3 separate regions of the Mus musculus genome follow, and regions 1 and 3 are each linked to region 2. The links are chromatin contacts, called in public promoter capture Hi-C maps. All regions are on one chromosome and are shown on one strand. Each heading gives the region's core, a stretch centred on a gene start, on an enhancer-like site or on the middle of the called end of the contact. The rest is flanking DNA. Distances are from core to core; before and after follow the strand shown.

Region 1 (4,086 bases), core at 1,400-3,899, 430 kb before region 2:
ATTTATTGATTGATTGATTGATTGATTGATTGGATCACAAGACGGAGCCTGGCTGATAGAGAAATGCTATTTAGAACTAGGGGTTCTCTGGGGCTTCTGCGTTTCTCTGGCTTTTGGAGAAGCTGGGAGTGTATCCCAAGAATGGCGACCACAGTGCAGCCCGCCAAGCAGCAGGAAAGAAAATACTCACGGAGCAAAGTAACTGGAAAGCAGTTGCTTGTATTTTAAATTAAGCTACATGCTTGAAGGCCAGCACTATGTCGACTTTTGGACCAGTGACTATTTGGAAATGAGTTTTCTGGCTGGAAAGTATCATTTGGGGGTTGAGGATGGAAATCACTACTGCAATGCTTCCCTCTGGGGGCTTCATACTGCCAGATACCAGGGGCCATCTGAGCATGTCTGCTGACTCCAACAGCTTTCTCAATAATTCCAGCTCCAGAAGGCAGCGGATCGGCTCCACGGCTGCAAGTGGCCAGGTGGCAGTCAGGAGACACCGGGCAGCCTGCTGCGCCCCTTGTTGGCAAACATTGAAGGTGCATGAACACTGCCTAAGCGCCACATGCACACTCAGGGCTGGACAAGTGTCACAAGCCCAGCTTGTTAAATCTCCAGTATTCCTCATCACAAGGGATGTTTCAGGAAGGCCTGACCTTTGCTGCATGATGCTTCGTGAAGACGAGTCTCCAGAGAAATTCCCAGTGACACAGAGGCGGGAGACTCCATGTGACTCCATGGAGATAGAATAGGACTCCAAAAAACCTAGTCTAGAAATTGGCTTGGTCATCTACTAACCAGATGAGGCCATCAGACAAGTCGATCTCATGCATTGCCCTTTGACCTGCTTGCAAAGTAGAAATATTCACTCCATGAGCACAAAGTACTATGAAGTATTGGCTTGTTTTCTTCCTATACCATTTTAAGGGCTATACTCACTTTAATCTCCTTTAGTCTTGGCAATAACATACACATAGACACACATGGCATGGACGCCATTTTTTGCTCCCATTTTACAGAGGGGGAAAACAGAGTGAGTTCAAGGTTTTACCACTAGATGGCAGAACTGGAATTTCACCCCCATGGCAGTGGTGGTGGGTTCTGGCTCTAAAATATGATCAAGCCACTGAGTCCAGGTGGGAGAGACATGACACTTTTTTTTTTTTTAGAAATGTGCTTCATTTTAGTTTGAAGAACCCTTTATTCTTGCCTGGACATTCCCGTCTGAGGCTGATGGGGGAGGTGCAAAGCCCCTTGAACAGAGAGTGGTGCATTCTGGTTTGTTGTTCAGGAAGACTGGCTGGCTGTAGGGTGAAGGCTGTCTGTATGCAGCCAGATGGGGGTTAGGGTTAGCTTGCTCTTATAATCGAGAAGAGAAGCTGGAAGGGAGCAGAGCTAATCTTTGTCAGGACCTCTCAGGGCAGTCAGGGAGCTGTGAAACCTGGGCTTTATTTCAATCTGGTTAGAGAAATGGATCTTTCTTCACGAAGGGACGGGCCTGGACCGGTGGAAATCAAGCACGAAGAGTTGTGTTCCACTTTTGGAGATAATCACGGGTCTCTTGCGGGGAAGGCAGCAGACACTTTGTTGGGTTGAAGTGAGTGTGTGTGATGCGATGTAGCTGTTACCATTTTCAGGGTGGCCTCTTGGACCACTATGGAAAGAGCTCTAGCACCTGATAGGCCTGCTTAGAGCTGACCTATACAATCCAGGCTTGGGCTCCCAGGAAATTGCTCCTTGGAGGTCTCTAGGATATCTGTGCTCACAGAACACTCCTCCATCTCCTCCATTCATAACTTTCCTCCTCCCAATATGGGACCAGGATTCCTGGGACTGCCCTCTCCTCCCCGGCCTCCGCCCCAGCGTTGTTAGGCCACAGAGAAGCTGCTCCTGTGTTCTTTAAGTTCAGACTGATTAGCCAAGATGCCCGGGTTCTGACCGCAGGTCACATGGACCATAGGGCCATAGGGGTAGTTTACTGGACCCTCGGGGGACCCACCTTAGGCTGCTTCGGTTCGCCTCCGTCAGAATTATCTCAGGCAGCCGCTGTGGAACTTGGGTGTCACCCGTAAGGAGATTTTTTTTTTCTTTTTGAAATAAATGAATACCTCTTCCCGTAGGTCGCAGCTCACTCTGTGGGCCGCACCTGGTGGTTCCCCAGGTTGCCCTTGATTTTGCGGCCTCCGGGAAACATTTCTCAAGGACTTTGGGTCATTTGGAGCTATTTTCCCTGCCTGCTTCATGGAGCTGTTGCGACAACTCAAGCCTAAGAACTAACACACGATAAGTGTGTAAGGCTTCTTTACTATCCAGGTGACCATTCAGGAGGGACTGAGGCTGCTGGAGCGCGCGGAGGTTCCCAGCGAGGACTTGCTGAGAAAAAGTTACTCTTTATCCCAGCCTCTGCTGGAGCCCACTGTGGCCGGGAAGCCAGTGTAGCTCCTGGGGGGGTGGGGGGTGGGGGTGGGGGTGGGGGTGGGGGTGGGGGTGGGGTGGGGTACTGACCACGAACCGCCCCTCTCATCTCTCTCCCATTGGCTTCCACCTGCCGGAGGGTCGGCTGCTACAGGCCTCTCGACCCGTCAGTCAGCCTCTCCGGGCCCCGCCCCTCCCCTCCCGGGGTTTATAACGGGAATTCCCATGGCCCGAGCTCCCGCATCCAACCTGCTGTCGCCGCGGCCACGCCGAGCGCAGCAGGCGCCACGCGCAGAGCACACGCTCGCACTCCAGCTCCGGGCCTCCGCCGTTCATGACCGTGACCCCGGGCGCAGGCTCCTCCAGCCCCTGCCGCTGGCTCTTCGGCCACTCCCAGCTGCTGCAAGGGTCCCCACCTCCCCAAGTGCTTTGAAGCTAGCCTGAGCCCCCCTGCCCGCTGCCCGCTCGTGGCTGCCCGGCTCCGCTGGCACCATGCTGCCCGCGCGCGTCCGTCTGCTCACGCCCCACTTGCTGCTCGTGTTGGTGCAGCTGTCCCCGGCCGGCGGCCACCGCACCACCGGCCCCAGGGTAAGTGCGTCTCCCAGCTGCGCGCGCCCACCTGCGCTTGGCCGCTCATCTACAGGAGGGGGAAGGGAGGTGTCAGACCTTGTCCTCGACTTTACCGTCTAGTCCCTTGCAGGCCTCTTGGAGAAGTTGCTGAAATAAAATTTCATTGCCCCCCTCCTTCCCCGCCTTTTCTTGTAGCACTGACTCCCCACGACCTGTCACCGGTGGGTTTTCTTTCTCGAACTTCTCCTGAGGTTTTTCTCCTGGGCCTCCTAGGTCGGTGGGATCTCGGCCTTGGCTGGAGCAGAGTTTCCCTATGTTGTCGCTGCACCAGTCCCTCGAGCTGGCTTTCTTGGCAGGCAGAGGGTGTGTGTGTGTGTGTGTGTGTGTGTGTAGAAGGGGCGGGGGGGGGCACTCTGCCTAGAGAGTTTTAGGTTACCCGCGAGCCACACAAGGACCTTGTGTTGTTGTTGTTTTAAAAAGCAATCGCTGCTCGTAAAACCCACAGCAGATAATTTTAATGCCCCCCTCCTGCTGGCCTGGCCCTGGAGGAGTGGCAGGGGTAGGGAGCCGTGGAGAAGTTCGGAAGAACTTCTCCCCTGGGTTGGATCGGTTGAACCTTGATCTGATTGGAGTTTCTGAACCACACGAAATGTGCCAATTCTGTGCACAGGACGGGTTGTCCAGGGCATTGTAAAAAAAACGGGAACCAGCAGCACCGTGCTCATTTCTGGTCTAGATTATTGTTCTCCCTGCTCCCTCCTAATGGTCTAATAAAGAATTTCACTGCCTTAAAAATGTATTTGTTAAACCACCTAGAGGTTCCTTTGGCAACACGTAAGGGAGGCAGTCTCTGGGCAAGGATCAGGGTCAGTAAGATCAGAAGCCGGACCTCTGGGTAGCAGCTTGCCCGCTCCCATTCTGCGAGAATCTCTCTGGGAAAATAGCAAGGATTTGACTTCTGAGCAAATGAAGTTGGCTTCTCCACCAAATTGTGCTTTCTTCCCTGGATATCCTCTGGCCCCATTTCCTGGATGGCTAGCCCCATTACCACCTGTTCCCATAGCAGCTTCTTTATTCCTGGCCTTTGCTACCCGGGAATCATCT
Region 2 (4,284 bases), core at 1,463-3,962:
GTAGATTGCTCATGCCCCAGCTGATAGTCATATACATATGGACAGAACTAACTAGACTTTGGATCATTATTAATAATGAAAAGACTATAGGATTTTGGAATTATAAGTTTACAATTATATACTAATATGAAGGTTGTGCAATCTGCAAATAATAAAAGATTAACTTTTTACTGAAAAAAAAAAAACAAACACAAAAATTCTCCCATGCTGGGGGTTATAGATTACTCAAAAAAATACAGAAAAAATGCTCAAAAAAAAATAGACCACAAAAAGTACACAGTCATAGGGATAAACTGCAAACTCTTAATGATTTTCAAAAATTAGTGGGAGATATTAACTGGCTGAAGTCTACAATTAGATTAAATATACATGAGTTAAATAATTTGTTTCAAACATTAAAAGGAGAGTCAAATTAAAACAATCCAAGATGTTTAATAGCTAAAGCAAAAAAAAAAAAAAAAAAAAAAAAAAAAAAGATTAACTTTAATAAAACAAAAACTGCAAGAGGCATATGTGGATAAAATTAATCCTAAATTTAATTATGTTCTGGTAATGTTACCTTCAACTCATTCTCCTACTGGGTTCACTATACAAAGAAAAGATAGTACAATAAATTTTCTTAGGTCATAAATAAAATAAAAAATTAAAGACATATATGAAAAAGATTAATTCTAAAAGTAAAATAACCAATCCTAAATCAGATAGGGGACTAATATCCAATATATATAAAGAACTCAAGAAGGTGGACTCCAGAAAATTAAATAACCCCATTAAAAAATGGGGCTCAGAGCTAAACAAAGAATTCTCACCTGAGGAATACCGAATGGCTGAGAAACACCTGAAAAAATGTTCAACATCCTTAATCATCAGAGAAATGCAAATCAAAACAACCCTGAGATTCCACCTCACACCAGTCAGAATGGCTAAGATAAAAAATTCAGGTGACAGCAGATGCTGGCAAGGATGTGGAGAAAGAGAAACACTCCTCCATTGTTGGTGGGATTGCAAGCTTGTACAACAACTCTGGAAGTCAGTCTGGCAGTACCTCAGAAAATTGGACATAGTACTACCAGAGGATCCTGCAATAACTTTCCTGGGTATATATCCAGAAGATGTTCCAACTGGTAAGAAGGACACATGCTCCACTATGTTCATAGCAGTCTTATTTATAATAGCCAGAAGCTGGAAAGAACCCAGATGCCCCTCAACAGAGGAATGGATACAGAAGATGTGGTATATTTACACAATGGAGTACTATCCTGTTATTAAAAAGAATGAATTTATGAAATTCCTACACAAATGGATGGACCTGCAGGGTATCATCCTGAGTGAGGTAACCCAATCACAAAAGAACTCACACAATATGTACCCACTGATAAGTGGATATTAGCCCAGAAACTTAGAATACCCAAGATACAAGATACAATTTGCAAAACATATGAAACTCAATAAGAACGAAGACCAAAGTGTGGACACTTTCTCCCTTCTTAGAATTGGGAACAAAACACCCATGGGAGGAGTTACAGAGACAGTTTGGATCTAAGACGAAAGGATGGACCATCTAGAGACTGCCATATCTGGGGATCCATCCCATAATCAGCCTCCAAACGCTGACACCATTGCATACACCAACAATATTTTGCTGAAAAGACCCTGATATAGCTGTCTCTTGTGAGGTATGCCGGGGCCTGGCAAACACAGAAGTGGAAGCTCACAGTCAGCTAATGGAGCTGAGCCCCCAATGGAGGAGCTAGAGAAAGTACCCAAGGAGCTAAAGTGGTCGGCAACCCTATAGGTGGAAAAACAATATGAACTAACCAGTACCCCCTGAGCTCGTGTCTCTAGCTGCATATGTATCAGAAGTTGGCCTAGTCAGCCATCATTGGGAAGAAAGGCCCTTTGGTCTAGCAAACTTTATATGCCTCAGTACAGGGGAAAGCCAGGGCCAAGAAGTGGGAGTGGGTGGGCAGGGGAGTGGGGGGGGGGGAGGTGTCTGGGGGACTTTTGGGATAGCATTTGAAATGTAAATGAAGAAAATACCTAATTAAAAGAATAAACTTTAAAAAATAAAAGTAAAATAAAATTAGAACAATTGTCAGCAACAAATCCAACCAAAATTTTAGTTCCTCTTACAAATGATAAGATTATGTCATTATGGGTGATCAATAAAAATTGACAAAGAGCTTGTAGCAACTACTTGGGTAAAATTACTAACAAATATTCAAAAAGCAAATGTATACAGTGTATTTTAAAAACAAATTAAATTCTTCTACATATTGTAAAAAGAAAAAAAAGAAAACACCAATTCCAGAGGCACCAACATTTTATAGTGATACAAACAAAATGGGGATGACAGGTTGTAAATCAGATAAAATAAGCAAGGTGATCAAAAGTCCATAAACATCAGTTGAAAAATCAAAATTATATGCATTCCTTAAAGTATTATTAATTTATCTTGAATCTCTTAAAATAATTACTAATCGTTTATATGCAAAAAGAGTCATTCTTCATATTGAAAGACCCACAATGTGAGGACTCGCCCACGTTCTGACTCAGGAGAGGCAACACCCCAAATCACTCACGAGAAACGGTCTTGCTGCAAACTGCAAGAGGACTTTTAATTCAAGAGCGTTCTCGGGCCTATGGTCCTACACCATGCAGGGGTAGAGGACCCTGGCGCCCCAAGTAGCTGGGTAAGGGGGTATTTAAAGGAAGAAACCACAATTCAAGGAAGTGGGGAGGGCTTGTTGGAAAATACCAAAGATACCAGTTAAGAGTCACAAAGAAGTGCAAAGTCACAAGAGTCACAAAGAATACCTGGTAATTGTTCGGGTTATCTCTCAAGACAGTTTCTAAGAGCCCCTAACAATAGCACATTTGCATAGCGGGTTCCAGCAATGGTCTGGGTGGGGCAGGGTGACTTTCTTTGAATGAACACTCTTTGAACCCAGGAAGCAGGTGGGTGGAGGAATGTCGCTATCTGTTTTATGATTAGCATACCTTGGAGCATTGAGTTACAGAGGTCACATTCCCAAGCCTGGGCCTAAAAGCCTAGAATTTTGCTTTTATATTTTTTCAATATAGAGATTACTAAATTTGTACCTGATAACTCAAAAACAATTTTGTTATTTATACAATTACAACAAGCCATCTGAAGTAAAAACTATCTATTATACATTACTTATATTTGGTCTCATACAGGTTTGCCCAGTACATTAGCTCAAAAAAGTGACCAATTACAAAAAAGTTATAAGCCTACAATTTTCATGAAAAACATTAATTTTTAAGAAGTTTTTCTTTAAAAAAACGGTTTAAAACATTTCCATCACTTGACAACAAGCCGAAAAATAATAAAAATTTCCTACATGTTCTCTATATAATCAAACTCTATTACCTGCTGATAAAACCCTAGGGGATACCAAAAGAATAGCATTGGGTAGATGGTTGTTTTCCATTTTACATACTTCAGGTTTCAATGGGCAAGTGCTCTAAGTTCTGAAAAAGGCTGACTGTGTAATTACAGGTTTACTGGAAATTGTAACATCCTCCAGCCTAAAGCAGGCTGGTTCAGACCTTATGGCACTGAGGCGGGGCCACCTGTAGTGCAGCTCTTCAGTTGGTTTCCTTTGATGTGACACTGCCTACCACCTGCTGAAAATCTAGGTCCTCCTAGATTTTCCTGAGTTAACTGCAACCTGTGAAATTGTCGACTTACTGCTAAAAGGCTGTGCTGACAACTTGGCATCACAACATCAAGAAACTTGGCGTGGCAGGGGATGGGTTTACCCCCTTTATAAGCGTAGATTTTTGTTAAACATTTGAGCTTTGATCAGGAACCTTGTCTTGGGTTCCATTTTTCTTTCAACTGCCTAGTTTCTGTCTTTTCTGCACTAGTTTGCCTCCCAGGAGTAACCCCAGTCCATGTGAGCCGCGGGACAGCTCTCAACAGGAAATAATGGCAATTATAGGGATACCTGTATAAATTAAACCTGGCAATGCTCCTGCATACGTATCCAATAAGATGAAGTAATTTTTTGCATACTACAATATAAACCAGATTACTGGACTATCACATAATACCACAGGACAAGCAGTTATAGAAAGAACCAATCTTACCTTAAAAGAGATGCTTATTAAACAAAAAGGGAGAGAAAAACCCACAGGGAGAGACAACTTTGTTAACTAAATTTTCTTAATGTTGGTGAAAAAGGAGCAACAGCAGCTGAGAAAGACTGGGTTATCAAAAACAAAACAAAACAACAACAACAAAACTGAGGAACTAAG
Region 3 (4,579 bases), core at 659-3,158, 490 kb before region 2:
AGGACAACAGGGATTCAAAGTCTGTCTGGACATGATAATTATTCCCGCTCAGCCAGGTGGATCGGGGCATGGTTAATGTGTATGAGAACGATAAGTTTGCTTAGGAGGAAGAGACTGGGTCACACAGTTCCATCGGCTGCTTCCACAGATCCCCAGATTCCCCACCGTGCCCCCTTTCTGACTAATGTGACTACATAGTCCTGCACCAGAGCTGAGGTTTAACATCTTGGGACGTATAAGGTGCGACCAACCTTGCTTACAGGACAGCATGACTAATGCCTTGCCCCTCCTTCCAGTTGCCCTCCTGCTGTTTTGCCTCACCAGGAGAGGCTTCTAGGTAAGTTTTCTTTGTAAAGTTTAGGCACAGGCAAGGTATGCTCCCTTTGCGGTCCCTTCTCTACTTGACACTGAACAACTCCACTGAGAATCAGGCCTAGAGGAGACTGGCTTTGTGTCTGGAGTGAGTTCACCCATGCTGTGCACTGCCCGAGCAGGCTGAGAGGGGCCCCTCTCCTTGACATTCACTGCCACAGTCACAGCTGTGTGAAGGACAGATATTCCACCAAGCCCAAGGAGTCTGGCGCTTCACGAGTGCTACCTGATCAGGATGCTCTAGGCTCAGGCTGGTCTTTTTTTTTTTTTTTTTTGGTTTTTTGAGACAGGGTTTTACTGTATAGTCCTGACTGTCCTGGAACTCACTTTGTAGACCAGGCTGGCCTCAACTCAGAAATCCACCTGCCTCTGCCTCCCAAGTGCTGGGATTAAAGGCATGCACCACCACCACCTGGCTGCTCAGGCTGGTCTTAGCCTTCTCCCTTCTTGTTAGACTGAGTGGAGCCCAGCCTAACCTGGGCAATCGCTGGGGCCTCAATTCTACATAAAGTTTCTTTGGTTGGCAATCTCACCACATCTGACAACTCGGTAAAGGGTCTTAGCAGATACCTTGGATGCCCAGATACTGGAGAAGAGCCTTTGGAGTCTCTTCTCTGCAGGAAATTTAAGATGCTCGTTTGGTTCCAAGTCACCTTGGCCTTCCTGGAATGTTCTGGACCCATTATACCCTTGCTAGATTTTCAGCCTCAGAGCTGACACCCTGCCAGTCAGATGACTGTGGTTCTGAGGAACTCTTTCATCGAAATCTATTCTCCTTTACAGTGATCCTGTAGAGACTTCTGGGAGTTCAGGGGTGTCTAACATACCTCTGGACCAGCTTAATGTTTTTTTTTTCCCCCTGGGATTTAAACCAAAGAGATTCCAGAGGCTGCCCCAATTTAGCATAAACCTTTGACAATCAATGCCAAACTTAATCCAGCTCCTACGTCCCTCCCCGCTCCTGGCTCCAGCCTAGATCTTCTCTAGATCATGACATCTCGGCAGCACCCCATCCCACACCCTTTCCTCTTAACCCTCGGTCCTACCTGAGGTTCATGTCCCCCTTCATGGCCAGGGTGAAGAGGTTAGACAGGTTCCCCCCAGGAGAGCAGCCGCAGATGAGGATGGCCAGAGCCTCAATGCTGGTCAGATGAAAGACCTTGCCCAGAAGGAAAGCACTGAGGGGCATGATACCGTACTGGGCCACTATGGCGATGATCACCCCTTTGGGCTTCCAGAAGTGAGCCTTGATCTTGCTGAACTCCATGGTGCAGCCAAGCGAGAGCATGATGAGCAGCAACATAACTACCAGAATGACGCTGAGCGCAGTGTCTGTGGCCCGGTGGCCAAAGCCAGGCGGCAGGGAGAAATTGAAGGGGGCTGATACGTTGTGCGCCTCCATCCTCCGACCCAGTGAACACCACCTCACTCTCTGCTCCTGCCCTTCCTTGCCCAGTGCTGGCTGGATGTTTTCTTCAGTCCTCTTTCAGGACAGAGTTTCTGGACAAAATGTAGCTGTGGGCAAATAAAAGATTATGCAACCTGCAGAACCACGGTTGTGGTTATAAGACAGCCCATAACCTCATCTCCCCGGATCCCCTACTTTGCTTAAGTTTTCTGACCTCTGTGCCTGCCGAGTGGAGCTCGTACCCAGCACAGGGTTCATTCTTTACCCTGCTGAGCATGCTTCACTATAGCGTCTCTGAGACCCATCCAGGACCTGCAACAAAACATGTCCACCTTTCCCTTTAGTTCCTGCTTCTAGCTCAGTCTCGGAGACCTCAGGTTGTTTCCTGGGAAAAGGTGCCTTCCCTATCCTCAGTGAGTCACCATTTGTTCCCGAGAGAAAGAGACTGTTTCTGCCTTTGCCTTCCTCATCTAAGTGGCAAAGGCCAGAGGGCCATGGGACAGGATGGGGGGGCGATGTGGTGTTGCTGTCTTCAGGAGAGGCTGTGTCCATGACTGTCCTCCTCTGAGACCTTGCTTTGTGCCCATATCTAGACCATACGTGTCCTGTGGGGGTTGGGGTTGGTTGGGGGGTGGCACCATGAATCCCTGAAAGACTTACTTATCTCCAGAGGGGAAAAAACTTTCTGGGGTACGTTGGGCTCTTGGAAGCCTGGAGATTATCCAAAGCCCAGCTCACGAGAAACTCCAGCTGTGGAGAGTAACTAGCTGGTGCCTGAGGTATCCATAACTTGAGAGACTTCAGAGAAGGAAGTGAGGTTGTAGCAAGCTTGAGATGCACCAGGTAAAAAAAATAATTCCACTATTTTTTGGCCATATATAAAGCAAGCTCTATTAAATATTAAATACCAGCCAAGGGGTAGACTTTGGTCAGAACCAGTTCCTGAAATGTTTCAGCTAAGTGCCCTGAGACAGACATGTAGCGGGGGTTTCTAAAGACTAATCTATGCCAGGCGGTGGTGCCACACGCCTTTAATCCTAGCACTTGGGAGGAAGAGGCAGGCAGATTTCTGAGTTCGAGGCCAGCCTGGTCTACAGAGTGAGTTCCAGGATAGCCAGGGCTATACAGAGAAACCCTGTCTCGAAAAAAACAAAACAAAAAACCAAAAACAAACAAACAAACAAACAAACAAAGACTAATCTATAAACCACTTTCCCAAGAGGCATTGTTATTTTTCAAGAATGACAGCTTATAGCATTCTAGGAAGTTACCAGGTTTGTGGGCAGGTGGGGTGTGCAGGTTAATTTTAGGCATTGCAGATGAGTGGCCTTTTCTTACTGCACTCCCAATGGCTCTATTTTGCATGTTGGGCCTGTGGGTCTCATGATGGAAACCAGGTGGGAGGCATGCAACATCAGCAGCATTAGAGAGGCAGGTATGGCCATCCTGAGCTGAACTCCCCCGACTCACCTCAACTATGAGACTGAGCGGGTCTGTTAGGTGTAGTTTCCCCACCATGACCAAGGCAAAGAACACTTTTTTTAAAAAAAGATTTTCTTATTTATTTTATGTATATGAGTACACTATAGCTGTCTGCAGACACACCAGAAGAGGGCATCGGAACCCATTATAGATGGTTGTGAGCCACCGTGTGGTTGCTGGGAATTGACCTCCTCTGGAAGCGCAGTCAGTATGCTTAACCACTGAGCCATCTCTCCAGCCAGACTGAGGCAAATCTTTTTTTTAAAAAAAACGTTTATTTATTTATTTATTAATTTATTATAAATACACTGTAGCTGTCTTCAGACACTCTAGAAGAGGGAGCCAGATCTCATTATGGATGGTTGTGAGCCACCATGTCATTGCTGGGATTTGAACTCAGGACCTTCAGAAGAGCAGTCAGTGCTCTTAACCGCTGAGCCATCTCTCCAGCCCCCGAGGCAACTCTTATAAGGACAGTATTTAATTGGGGCTGGCTTACAGGTTCAGAGGGTCAGTCCATTATGGCAGCATCTAGGCAGGCATGGTGCAGAAGGAGCTGAGAGGTCTGTCTATCTCTTCATCTGAAGGCCACTAGGAGAAGACTGGCTTCCAGGCAGCTAGGATGAGGGTCTTAAAGCCCATGCCCACAATGACACACTTCCTCCAACAAGGCCACACCTCCTAATAGCACCTCTCCCTGGGCCAAGCATGTTCAAACCACCACAAACTGTCTCACTGAAGCTGACTCCTAGAAGTGTTTCCATCATTCTCTCGGCTGTACAAACCCTGCTCCCTGCTGCTTCTGCTCCCTCTGCCCTCATGGGCCTGTGTCCAATGGCCCCTGAGGAGAGGGAGGCCCACAGCTAGCCATTCTGAGCATTGGGGTGGTATCCTGAAGGAGGTTGCTTCCTCTCTTTGGAGAAAGCCAACTCATGCAGACATTCTCTCTGTTTTCTGGCCACCATGATTTGAGTGGTTGCCGAGGGCCATGCAGGAAGAATGACAAATGGCTTTAGAACACATGGACCGTGGCCCACTGGTTTGTGTGAACTCAGCCACGATGGGCGCTCCTTTGTTGAGGCACCACCTTGAGGACCACGTGTCCTGAGGACTTCTGCTCTGCTTGCTGCCCTCCCTTCACTCTTAATCTAAGAACTGTGTGAAGACTCTAAGGGCAACTCTACCCCTCGCTGGGCAGTATCTCTGGCCCTCACAATATTAGTGCTTAATCTCGTTTATGCATTGCTGCTGGAGGAGATTAGTGATTCAGTCACCATCCTTCAGAAGAATTTAGAGATGCAGATTGTCAGCAATGAC

The links. Promoter capture Hi-C pulls out the DNA fragments that hold promoters and counts their contacts.
Region 1: a promoter capture Hi-C map of embryonic stem cells shows a contact between it and region 2, with 2.1 times the contacts expected there. The contact joins the promoter of Smoc1 here to the enhancer-like site in region 2. A contact is called at or near these places in 4 of 39 promoter capture datasets (the 3T3-L1 cell line, embryonic stem cells, hippocampal neurons and 1 more) and 5 of 115 datasets of contacts at active chromatin or transcription factors (T-cell acute lymphoblastic leukemia, embryonic hindbrain, embryonic stem cells and 2 more).
Region 3: a contact with region 2 is called in a promoter capture Hi-C map of embryonic stem cells, with 2.9 times the contacts expected there. The contact joins the promoter of Slc10a1 here to the enhancer-like site in region 2. A contact is called at or near these places in 5 of 39 promoter capture datasets (the 3T3-L1 cell line, the C10 cell line, cranial neural crest and 2 more) and 2 of 9 other capture datasets (embryonic stem cells and macrophages).

What each region holds. Positions count from the first base shown.
Region 1 is chr12:81,024,159-81,028,244 of GRCm38.p6, forward strand. Smoc1 (SPARC related modular calcium binding 1) reads left to right here and starts at 2,650. Exons shown (of 13, transcript NM_022316.2): 1 at 2,650-3,000. The coding sequence starts at 2,905.
Region 2 is chr12:81,456,484-81,460,767 of GRCm38.p6, forward strand. All of the region lies in intron 5 of Gm20498 (predicted gene 20498), which reads right to left. All of the region lies in intron 3 of Cox16 (cytochrome c oxidase assembly protein 16), which reads right to left. Among named protein-coding and RNA genes, the nearest start is that of Cox16, 27 kb to the right of the region's middle. Within about 2 kb of position 2,713, at least 2 of the 459 cell types and tissues checked have an H3K27ac peak or open chromatin away from gene starts, as enhancers often do. A contact at or near this core is called in embryonic stem cells, where this site is marked.
Region 3 is chr12:80,966,171-80,970,749 of GRCm38.p6, forward strand. Slc10a1 (solute carrier family 10 (sodium/bile acid cotransporter family), member 1) reads right to left here and starts at 1,909. Exons shown (of 4, transcript NM_011387.2): 1 at 1,419-1,909. The coding sequence starts at 1,774.